2 separate regions of the Callithrix jacchus genome follow, and region 2 is linked to region 1. Evidence: chromatin contacts called from public Hi-C data. All regions are on one chromosome and are shown on one strand. Each heading gives the region's core, a stretch centred on a gene start, on an enhancer-like site or on the middle of the called end of the contact. The rest is flanking DNA. Distances are from core to core; before and after follow the strand shown. Region 1 has its middle 18 kb from the start of SCMH1. Region 2 has its middle 62 kb from the start of FOXO6.

Region 1 (4,668 bases), core at 741-3,240:
ATTACAAGGTTGGCCATTCCTGCAAGCTCCAGGACACAGTCATGCATCTAGCCACAGATAAGGCAATCATTTACACAGATAAGGTCATATGTCTGATTCCACATAGGATCATCTGGATTGCAACATAAATAAAACCTGAAATGCTTAAGACAAAATGAGGCCCAAAGACCATTATGTTCTCCAAATTCCATCATTCAAGATCGGCTGAAAATCTCTAAGACTTAGGTCCTAAAACAGGCCACTCTGAGCCTCAGTCTTCTCACTCGCAAAACTGAGAATTGGACTGGCTATTTACGAAGGCTGCTATTATGGGCCAGGCACTGTGATAACATTGCACACAGCAAAATCAGAGTATAATGTGCACTGACAAAGGGACAAGGGACCCCTGCCTTCTCATTTGGGTCAAGTACTTCAGGAACTGAGGATGGGCAGTGGAATGGCACATGCTCTCAATCCTGTTGTTTAGTATCTCCTCCTAAACAGGTAAGTGGGGAGTCTGAAGACCTTGCTATGTGATGGGACAAATCTCTTCTCCTCTCAGAATCACAGGCCTCTAGGCCAGCACAGCCCAACAGAACTTTCTGGGGTGATGGAAGTATTCAATATCTGTGCTGTCCAATATTGCAGCCAGTAGTCACCAGTAGCTTCTGAGCACTGGAAACATGGCTAGTGCAATCGAGGAACAGAATTTTAAATGTATTTACTCTTAGTTAATTTAAATTTATATAACCCCTGTGGCTAGTGGCTATTCTATTGGATAGAGCAGCTCTGAGCTATTTAGCTTTGTGGGCATCCTCCTGGAGAGATGAAGTAATTGAGACACTATTAGACTGAGTGATTTGCTTAAAGGCTTTCAGTGACTCTGTGACAGAATTGAAACCAGAACCTAGGTCCTTCTTATTCCGTAACAGGCCTTTTTCCTCACATCACTGCTAGATGTGGAGACACCTAACGTTGCTCTACAATAGTGCCACACCTTTCTACAGGTAAGTAGATAACCCTGACTGCAATGCTCTTCCTACCCATGACCACTCTCTCTCTGCTGTGTAAACTCCTACCTATCCTTCAAGACCCAACTCAGACATCATAACTGTTCCCCATTCCTGGCAGTTCCTTGCTCCCTCCCTGTCCTCCTGTAGCATTTTGTCTGGGTAGCTCTAGGAGCACGTACAATGTAATTGTCTATTTATTTATCTCCCCAACTTGATTGGAATTCCCTAAAAGCACGGATGGTATTCTATTCTTCCCGTCTCCAGAACCCAGCACAGGAGGCTGGTCAACAAATGTGTGGAATCAACATACTAAATATACTGCAATGTACAGACTCCAAATAAAAGCAGACCTATCCCAGAAGATAAGGGAAGTGTATTGAGCAATCAGAAAGCCTGGGTCTCTTTATCCCACTCATGCTAAATTGCTGTGTGACTATGGGTAAATTGTGTCCCCTCTTTGGACCTGAGGGGGTTGGACTGTGCCATTTCTAAGTAGGACAAGCCCCAGCCCCTCTACGGTAATGACCCCAAGGGACTCCTGGCTCAACAATTTGGGCAGGCTGAGATGGAGCCTCTGGGGGAGGTTACTGGGTGTGGTGGTGGGCAATGTCCAGCACTCTGTGGCCGGCGCTGAAGCAGCTGCTTGCTGGACTCAGAGCTGCCAGAGATGCAGCTAAGTCAGCAGCTACTCCTGGGCCACTGGGCCAGAAGTACTATTTCTGGCCCCTGGAAATAGTAGAAGGAGGACTAGGAGAGCAGCTCAGATAGGAACCAAGGGGAGGAAGGGAAAAGCAAGGAACCAGCACATCGGAAAGAAGACAAAGATAAAAAAACACAACAAATGTAGCGATAGCACTCCCACAAACATGGTGAATGTTCCTAAAAACTCACCAGACTTTCTATAAGAAGTGGGACAAGCATCAACCCCACAAACTGACACAATATAAGAAGGGCAAGGGTCTTCTGTATGCCCAGGAGAGGCAGCGTCATGACAGGAAGCAGAGTGGCTATGAAGGGCAGACTAGCCCTACTTTTCAGGAAAAAGGATGAAATTACAAAGAAGATTGTGCTGAGGCTTGGGTGTTTTGAACCCAACTGCAGATCTAAGAGAGTGTGGTTGGCTATTAGGAGATGCCTTTTCAACTGGGAGAAGGTAAGAAGAGAAAGGGCCAAGTGATCCAGTTCTAAGCTTCGTCTTTTATCAGGAAGACAATAAAATCTTGAGGTTATGTTCACTTCATTTGGTTGTAGTTGGTCTTTTGGGAGGGAATAGATTAAAGCCATCAACAAAATTCCCCTTAAGGGGAAATTTATGCTTTGTGGTTCTTCTGGGTACTAAGGGGAGGAAAAGAGAAAAACAGCAAAATAGTGACTGGAAAACTCACTTCTGGTTAGACTCCCATTCATTTGTGTATTTTACTCACCCATTCAACAAATCTTTATTCACAGATTTCCCAAGTTCAGGGACTCTTAGATCACTGGAAGCAGAAACTGAGGCCCAAAGTGGGGAATGACTTGTATAGGCCATACGAGGTACTGATTGCCTTCTCAGCTATATGCCAAACCACAGTGCCAGTGGAAAGCCAGCCATGTGTAGCCAGTGTGCCTAGCCAGCGGGCCCACACTCACCCTCAGTTGTCAAGGCCTTGGGAAGGGCTGAGAACAGCACTCACTTCCAGAGAACAAAAGAGGGCTTAAGGCCTTCCATAGCCTCCTTAGGGACTCACTCCTTGTGGACTGGCTTAATAGAATAAGCCTTGGACTTGGAACTGGACAGTTCTGGATTCAAGTCCCTAGAGACTTCCTTTTTCTTCCAGCTGTATGAATTTAGAAAGTCATCTCCTGGAATCAGCTTCCTCATCCAAAAAATGGAGATAACAATCCCTCACAGAGTTCTGTGAGGATTAAATTAGTAATATGTGTGACTGTGCTAAAAGTCATCAGTAAAGGTTTTGAAAATGAATAAGACAAGAAAGAAACAGCAGCTCCATCAGCATCAGCAGTCTCCTGGCTTGTCACTCACAGCAAGGCTCCAGCATTCTCCTGCTGAACATAAACAAGTTTCCAGAACACCAACACCAGACAAAGCCTCTATAATCATGAGACAGGCAGCAAGACCAAAAAAAAGGTCACACCATGTCTGAATACAGAGAAAAACCTGGGCAGGTGCCGTGGCTCACTCCTGTAATCCCAGCACTTTGGGAGGCCAAGGCAGGTGAATCACTCGAAGTCAGGAGTTCAAGACCAGCCTGGCCAACACAGTGAAACCCGATCCCTACCGAAAATACAAAAATTAGTCAGATGCAGTGGCAGATGCCTGTAATCCCAGCTATTTGGCTGGGTAGGAGAATCATTTGAACCCAAGAGGTGGAGGTTGCAGTGAGCTGAGATCATGCCACTGCACTCCAGCCTGGGTGACAGAACAAGACTTCATCTCAAAACAAGACAAAACAAAACAACGACAACAACAAAAATCAGAGAAAATACAGAACACTGTGAAATTGTTAAAACTACCAAACAGCCCCCTTCTGGTCATGAATGTGGTGATTTCTTTGTTTTTTTCTCTATTCTACTTTATGTTCTGGGGTACATGTGCAGAACATGCAGGTTTGTTACACAGGTACACACGTGCCATGGCAGTTTGCTGCACCCATCGAGTGTGGTGATTTCTTTACCAATGACAGCCTTAGCCACATTCCATTCTTCCCTCTCTTAGATAAAAATAATGAAAATGCCTAATTACTGAATTGCCACTGCTCTCTGACAGCACCTAGCCCAGAGCAAAACTCTCCTGATACTCTCTTTCTGAGCTGCCCCCTGGTTACCAAGGTGTGTCATGTCCTTTGTGCAGCATGTACTAATCCCAACTTTGACTGCAGGTGTGTTGCTGGTGGTCTTTTGCTATGGAGCATTGACAAAGATTTAAATGGTGGAAGTTCAGACTCCATGACAGACCAGTGGAAGAATATATATACGTGTGTGTGTGTGTGTGTACACATATAATTTTTTGCCTGAAGGACCTTCCCTCAAATTGCACAGTGATGGGTGACCTACTACTCTGCTTATGAATGAAACTGGCCCATTGGTCTAAGCAGAGATCCTTCAATTCCTTGCCATGTTGGCCTCCCAACATCGGCAGTCTCCACCAGGAATGCCCCTTAATTTGATATGGCAGCTTGCTTCTTCAAAACCAACGGGGAGGCAAAGAGAGACTCAGCAAGACAAGTGCCACACTTTCATGTAACATACCCATGTCATTGCTGACATGGCACCATCTATACCACCCATCTCATCACCTTTGCTGCTTTTACCAGAGAGAAGCAAGTTACAGCACCCCTCCCCCCAACTCAATGGAATGAATTACAGAAAGCCATGACACCAGACAGCAGGTGGGATAGTCGGCAACCTCCCCAAGAGTCTGTCTGCTACAGAACTGAGAGGAACCTCACGAAGGAATTTCTTTATGAGGCTGGTAGATACAGACTTGCGGGATAATAAAGACCTGAGGAATCACGTCTCACCATTTCACTTTACCTAGAAGAAAACAGAAACCCAGATGGCAAAGTAAGACTAGAATCCAGACCTTCTGACTTCCAATTTCCAACATACTCTACTGATTCTATATCTACTTATTGTCAAGACCTTAAAGCCACAGCTGGAAAGTTAGATGGCACTT
Region 2 (4,179 bases), core at 1,671-4,170, 160 kb before region 1:
AAAATGTATTCAAGGGTTACCTTTATGGCCAATGTCGCCATTGCACCTGCTGTCTGCTTCCCAGGCCAGCTGCTGTCCACCTCATAGTCCACCAAAACTGTTCTTACTGAGTCACTCAACACATTGTTGCTAAATACAGGAAGTGCTTTTCCCTTCCCACCCCCACCAAGAGGCAGACAGCCTAACAACAACCCTGTGAAGTAGATACTGTGATTGATTATCCCCATTTTGCAGAAGGGATACTGAGGCACGAGACCGTAACAGATTTGCTGGAAGTGAAATAGCAGGTAAACCTCAGAGCTTATCAGGCTCCCTCCCCTCAGTCCCACAAGAACCTCAGACTTGCCACAATCAAAATGAGCTCACTGACTCTGCCCTGACCTTCTTATTCCTGGCCAAGCTGGGCGCTGGATCAGACAATTAGAAGCAGCTAGACCTTGGGGGATTGTGTTAATGCCGGTGAAGTGCTTAGCACGGAGCTCAACACAGAAATGCTTGATGAAGGCCAGCTTCTATGTGTTGCTATGACACGCACATATACACACACACACATATACACAAACATATACACACAGGCACGCACGCACACATACACAGGCCACCCAAGGTCTGGCGACTCAGCACGCTGGCCTTTTTACACTTTATCAATCAGAGCAGCATGGATTTATAGCCCTGTGTGTTTGGCATAAATGCACTATTTTTCAAAAGCCAAAATAAAACTCCAAGAAGCTGTAAAAACCCAGGAGTTTGGAAGATTCCCTGCAGGGTCAATTAGGGTGAATTAGAACCTACAAATGTGAATCTACCCAACCACGTAATGGCAACTTGGACAGTGCACCTCGGAATGCTAATGAAGGCAGCGGCTGTTGGGGAGAGAGCCAGGCTGGCCTTCCGTCTGAGGCCTGTGGGGAGGGGGCAGGACCTCGCTCACCCCTGGGCTGTGTGATGGGGGCAAAGCTGGGCCCCACTCTGAGCAGCAGTTTCTTCATCTGGACATGGGGCTACTGCGGATTACTCTGGAGGGGTAAGTTCCGTCCTTATGTGAGGACTTAAAATTCTGTGTGCAGTCATTTTCATCCCTCGGCAAACATCTCAGGACTTGTGATAGTGGTTACAGGAAAAATGTGAAAGTCACCAACATTTGCTATGCATGACTGCCTCTGCAAGACAGAGTCATGCTCCCCTTCCACTGACAGAACTCAGGAGTCCCTGCTTTGGACAAGGGAGAGTGTAGGAAGTTGGATCCAGTCTCAGGTATCACACCTAGGGATGATTACAATTTTCCTCATTCTGCAGACAGAGACTGATACCTGACTCCCACACCCGGGACTGTAACCTCTCCACGCATGTGACCCAGGCCCAGCCTTGCCCACCTCCCTATGTGGTGAGGTCACAGACCTGCCCATGGCCCTGCCTGCTCCCTCAGTGCCCCCCTTGCCTAGGAAAGAACACAGCTCTTGGATCCAGAAAGCCAGGCTCTACATGCACCGCTGAGCAACCAGGAACAAGCCTGGTTGTAAGATGAGGAGGATAACTCCTGTAAAACACACACAGTGCCTGGCACTGAGTAAGAGCTCAACCAAGGTTAGACAGTTTAAAGGTCCTCACAAGCCCTTCGTGAGATAGGATCTATTACCCCCATTCTGCAGATAAGTAAACTGAGACTCAGAGAGGCTTAGCAACTTGCCCAAGGTCACAGAGCTAAGCAGCAGGAGGAGCAGGAGCTGGGGCTCAAACCAAGTCTGCCTGGCTCCAAAGGGCTCAGGATAAACCGGGCCCCATTATCTCGGGCAAGAAAAGGAAGAGGGAGGGGTAGAGAAGGGAAAGAGGAGAGAAAACAGAAGGGAGGTTTGTCATTGGCAGAGGGGACATTCCGGCAGAGGTGAAGCCAGGTGCAGGGAACTGCCTTAGGCAGAGGTTGACAGTTCACAGGAGCCAGTGGGGGCAGTGCGGGCTGGCAGTGGATGCCCTCACCCTCTCTGTCTTCTCCAGTGACCTTGCCGGCTCAGCTGTGCCACCAGCATCCCAATGAGGTGCTGCAGGTAGGGGTTTGGAGTGGCACTCCCACATGACAGGACTCAACAGGTCCTCCCCCTGCTAGGACCAGAACCAGGGTTCTGGCCTCCTTCCCTGGTAGCCAAGTGCCCCCAGGAGCTCTGTTTGGGGCCATGGGGACAGGAGGTAGGCCTGAGCCCTGAGCAGCCAACAGCCTGAGGTGGCCTCCAACCAATCCCAGAGACCTGGGGCACCTGCAAGGTGGATGGGACGCACCCACAGCTGCCAGGCTCCCAAAGTCACCTGAGGTCCCCGCCCATCTCTCCCCGAGGCCTCTGACAGCTGGGAATTCCTTGGGCATGACAAAGTTGGCCAAGCAGGGGGCTGGGAACCTGGCCTGGCAGCCTAGGCAGGGTTCTGGTTACAGCTTTGGCTGCAAGCTGGCTGTGAGGTCATGGGCATGTCACCCCCCCCTCCCTGGGACTCAGCGTCCCCACAGCCAGCTGTGGCAGTGCTGGCCTAGCCTGGAATTGGCCGAATTGGAAAAGGACTTTCCAAGCAGGAAACTTCAGAATCTGGATTCACAGAAGCCGGGGCTGGAAGGAACGAACCTCTGGCTGTGATTTCCTAACACTGGTTTACAGCTGACAGTGTCAGAATCGCCCTGGAAATGTGTGAAAATGTAGATCTAAGGGATCCCTTTCATCTCCAGTAGAGGAGTGGACTGTGGACCCAGGCACCTGGAGATTTGACAAGAATCCCAGGTCCATGCCCTCAGAGGGTTTCTTGCCCCTTCTGCCGGGGGAAGCTCTTCCAGAAAGAGGATGCCCCAGGATCCCTGAGCCTCCCTAGATATTTGCAGTCTCCTCAGAAGCCTAGAGCTGGGTTCTAGCTTTCACTCCCACCAGCAAACTTTCCATAGAATTCTCTGCCACCACCTCTCTGTCCAGGTCCTCTCCACCCAGGCCACAACTACTGGCCATTCCCACTTTCCCTCCTACCCAAGGCTTAAGGCTAGTTTTTTTGTTTTCTGCTTTTTCAGTTGAGGTCAGACTTGCATACTTGCATAGAGTAAAGGGCACTATTTTGAAGTGAACAGCTCGATGTATTTTTTTTAAGGTGGGGTCTTGCCCTGTCACCCAGGCTGGAGTGCAGTGGCTCGATCTCGGCTCACTGCAGCCTCTGCCTCCCTGGTTCAAGCAATTCTCCTGCCTCAGCCTCCCAAGTAGCTGGGATTACAGTCATGTGCCCCCACGCCTGGCTACTTTTTGTATTTTTAGTAGAGACGGGGTTTCTCCATGTTGGTCACGCTGGTCTCAAACTCCCAACTTCATGATCTGCCCACCTCAGCCTCCCAAAGTGCTGGGATTACAGGCGTGAGCCATCCCGCCTGGACAGCTCGATGTGTTTCTACCTGTGAACCCTCTGTGTCACTTCCCCCGGGCTAAGCTCTAGACCTTTTCCCTCACCCCACAGAGCTCCCATCAAGTCTCCCTGCCTTGCCTCCTGCACTGTTCTGAGTCCGTCACCATGGATGGATGTGAGAGGCCTGTTTCTGGAGTGATCTGTGCGTTCAGCACCTGGAATGCAGGCTCTCTGAAGACAGGCTGTCCTGTTCCTTACATTGTCTGGCACCAGGCAGGTGCTGGGAAGCCTGCGGCCCCCTCCAGTAGCTCCCACTGGCTCCTAGACACTTCCCTTCCCCTTCCTCCCTCAGCCCTGACCTGCACACAGCTCAGACACACCCACTGACCCCAGCCACACCCATATCCAAGCTCACGCCCACCCTTGCCCGGTGCATTTCCTCCAGCGGCCTTCCCACTTAGGATTGGGTGGCCCCCAGCTCCTACCCACTGTGGCCTCCCTCACCCCAGAGCACGGCACCGGTAGTGTTTTGTCTCCTGTGCCCATCTCACTGCCTCACCATGCTGGGTTTGACAATTGCACTGCCACCCATTAGCCCTACCATACACCCTCATACTCACACGTGTGACCATGGGCCAGTCACTCACCTTCTCTGGGCCTCAGTTTCCCCATGTGTAAAATGACACAATCAGGCTAAGTGGATTCTGTGAGCTCCTTTGGCTCTGATAATAGCAGTTGTAAATAAATATTTAGACAAATAAGTAGCCCCAAAGAATGGCTCATCACTGATGGCGGGATTGTAGCATCTGCTGGAGGCCT

What was found. A called contact is a pair of places that touch in the nucleus more often than the background predicts.
Region 2: a Hi-C map of skeletal muscle shows a contact between it and region 1, with 7 times the contacts expected there. The contact joins two enhancer-like sites. A contact is called at or near these places in 3 of 3 Hi-C or Micro-C datasets (induced pluripotent stem cells and skeletal muscle).

The regions. Positions count from the first base shown.
Region 1 is chr7:77,813,268-77,817,935 of calJac240_pri, reverse strand. No RefSeq gene overlaps it. Among named protein-coding and RNA genes, the nearest start is that of SCMH1, 18 kb to the right of the region's middle. Within about 2 kb of position 1,990, at least 1 of the 16 cell types and tissues checked has an H3K27ac peak or open chromatin away from gene starts, as enhancers often do. A contact at or near this core is called in skeletal muscle, where this site is marked.
Region 2 is chr7:77,977,377-77,981,555 of calJac240_pri, reverse strand. No RefSeq gene overlaps it. Among named protein-coding and RNA genes, the nearest start is that of FOXO6, 62 kb to the right of the region's middle. Within about 2 kb of position 2,920, at least 3 of the 16 cell types and tissues checked have an H3K27ac peak or open chromatin away from gene starts, as enhancers often do. A contact at or near this core is called in skeletal muscle, where this site is marked.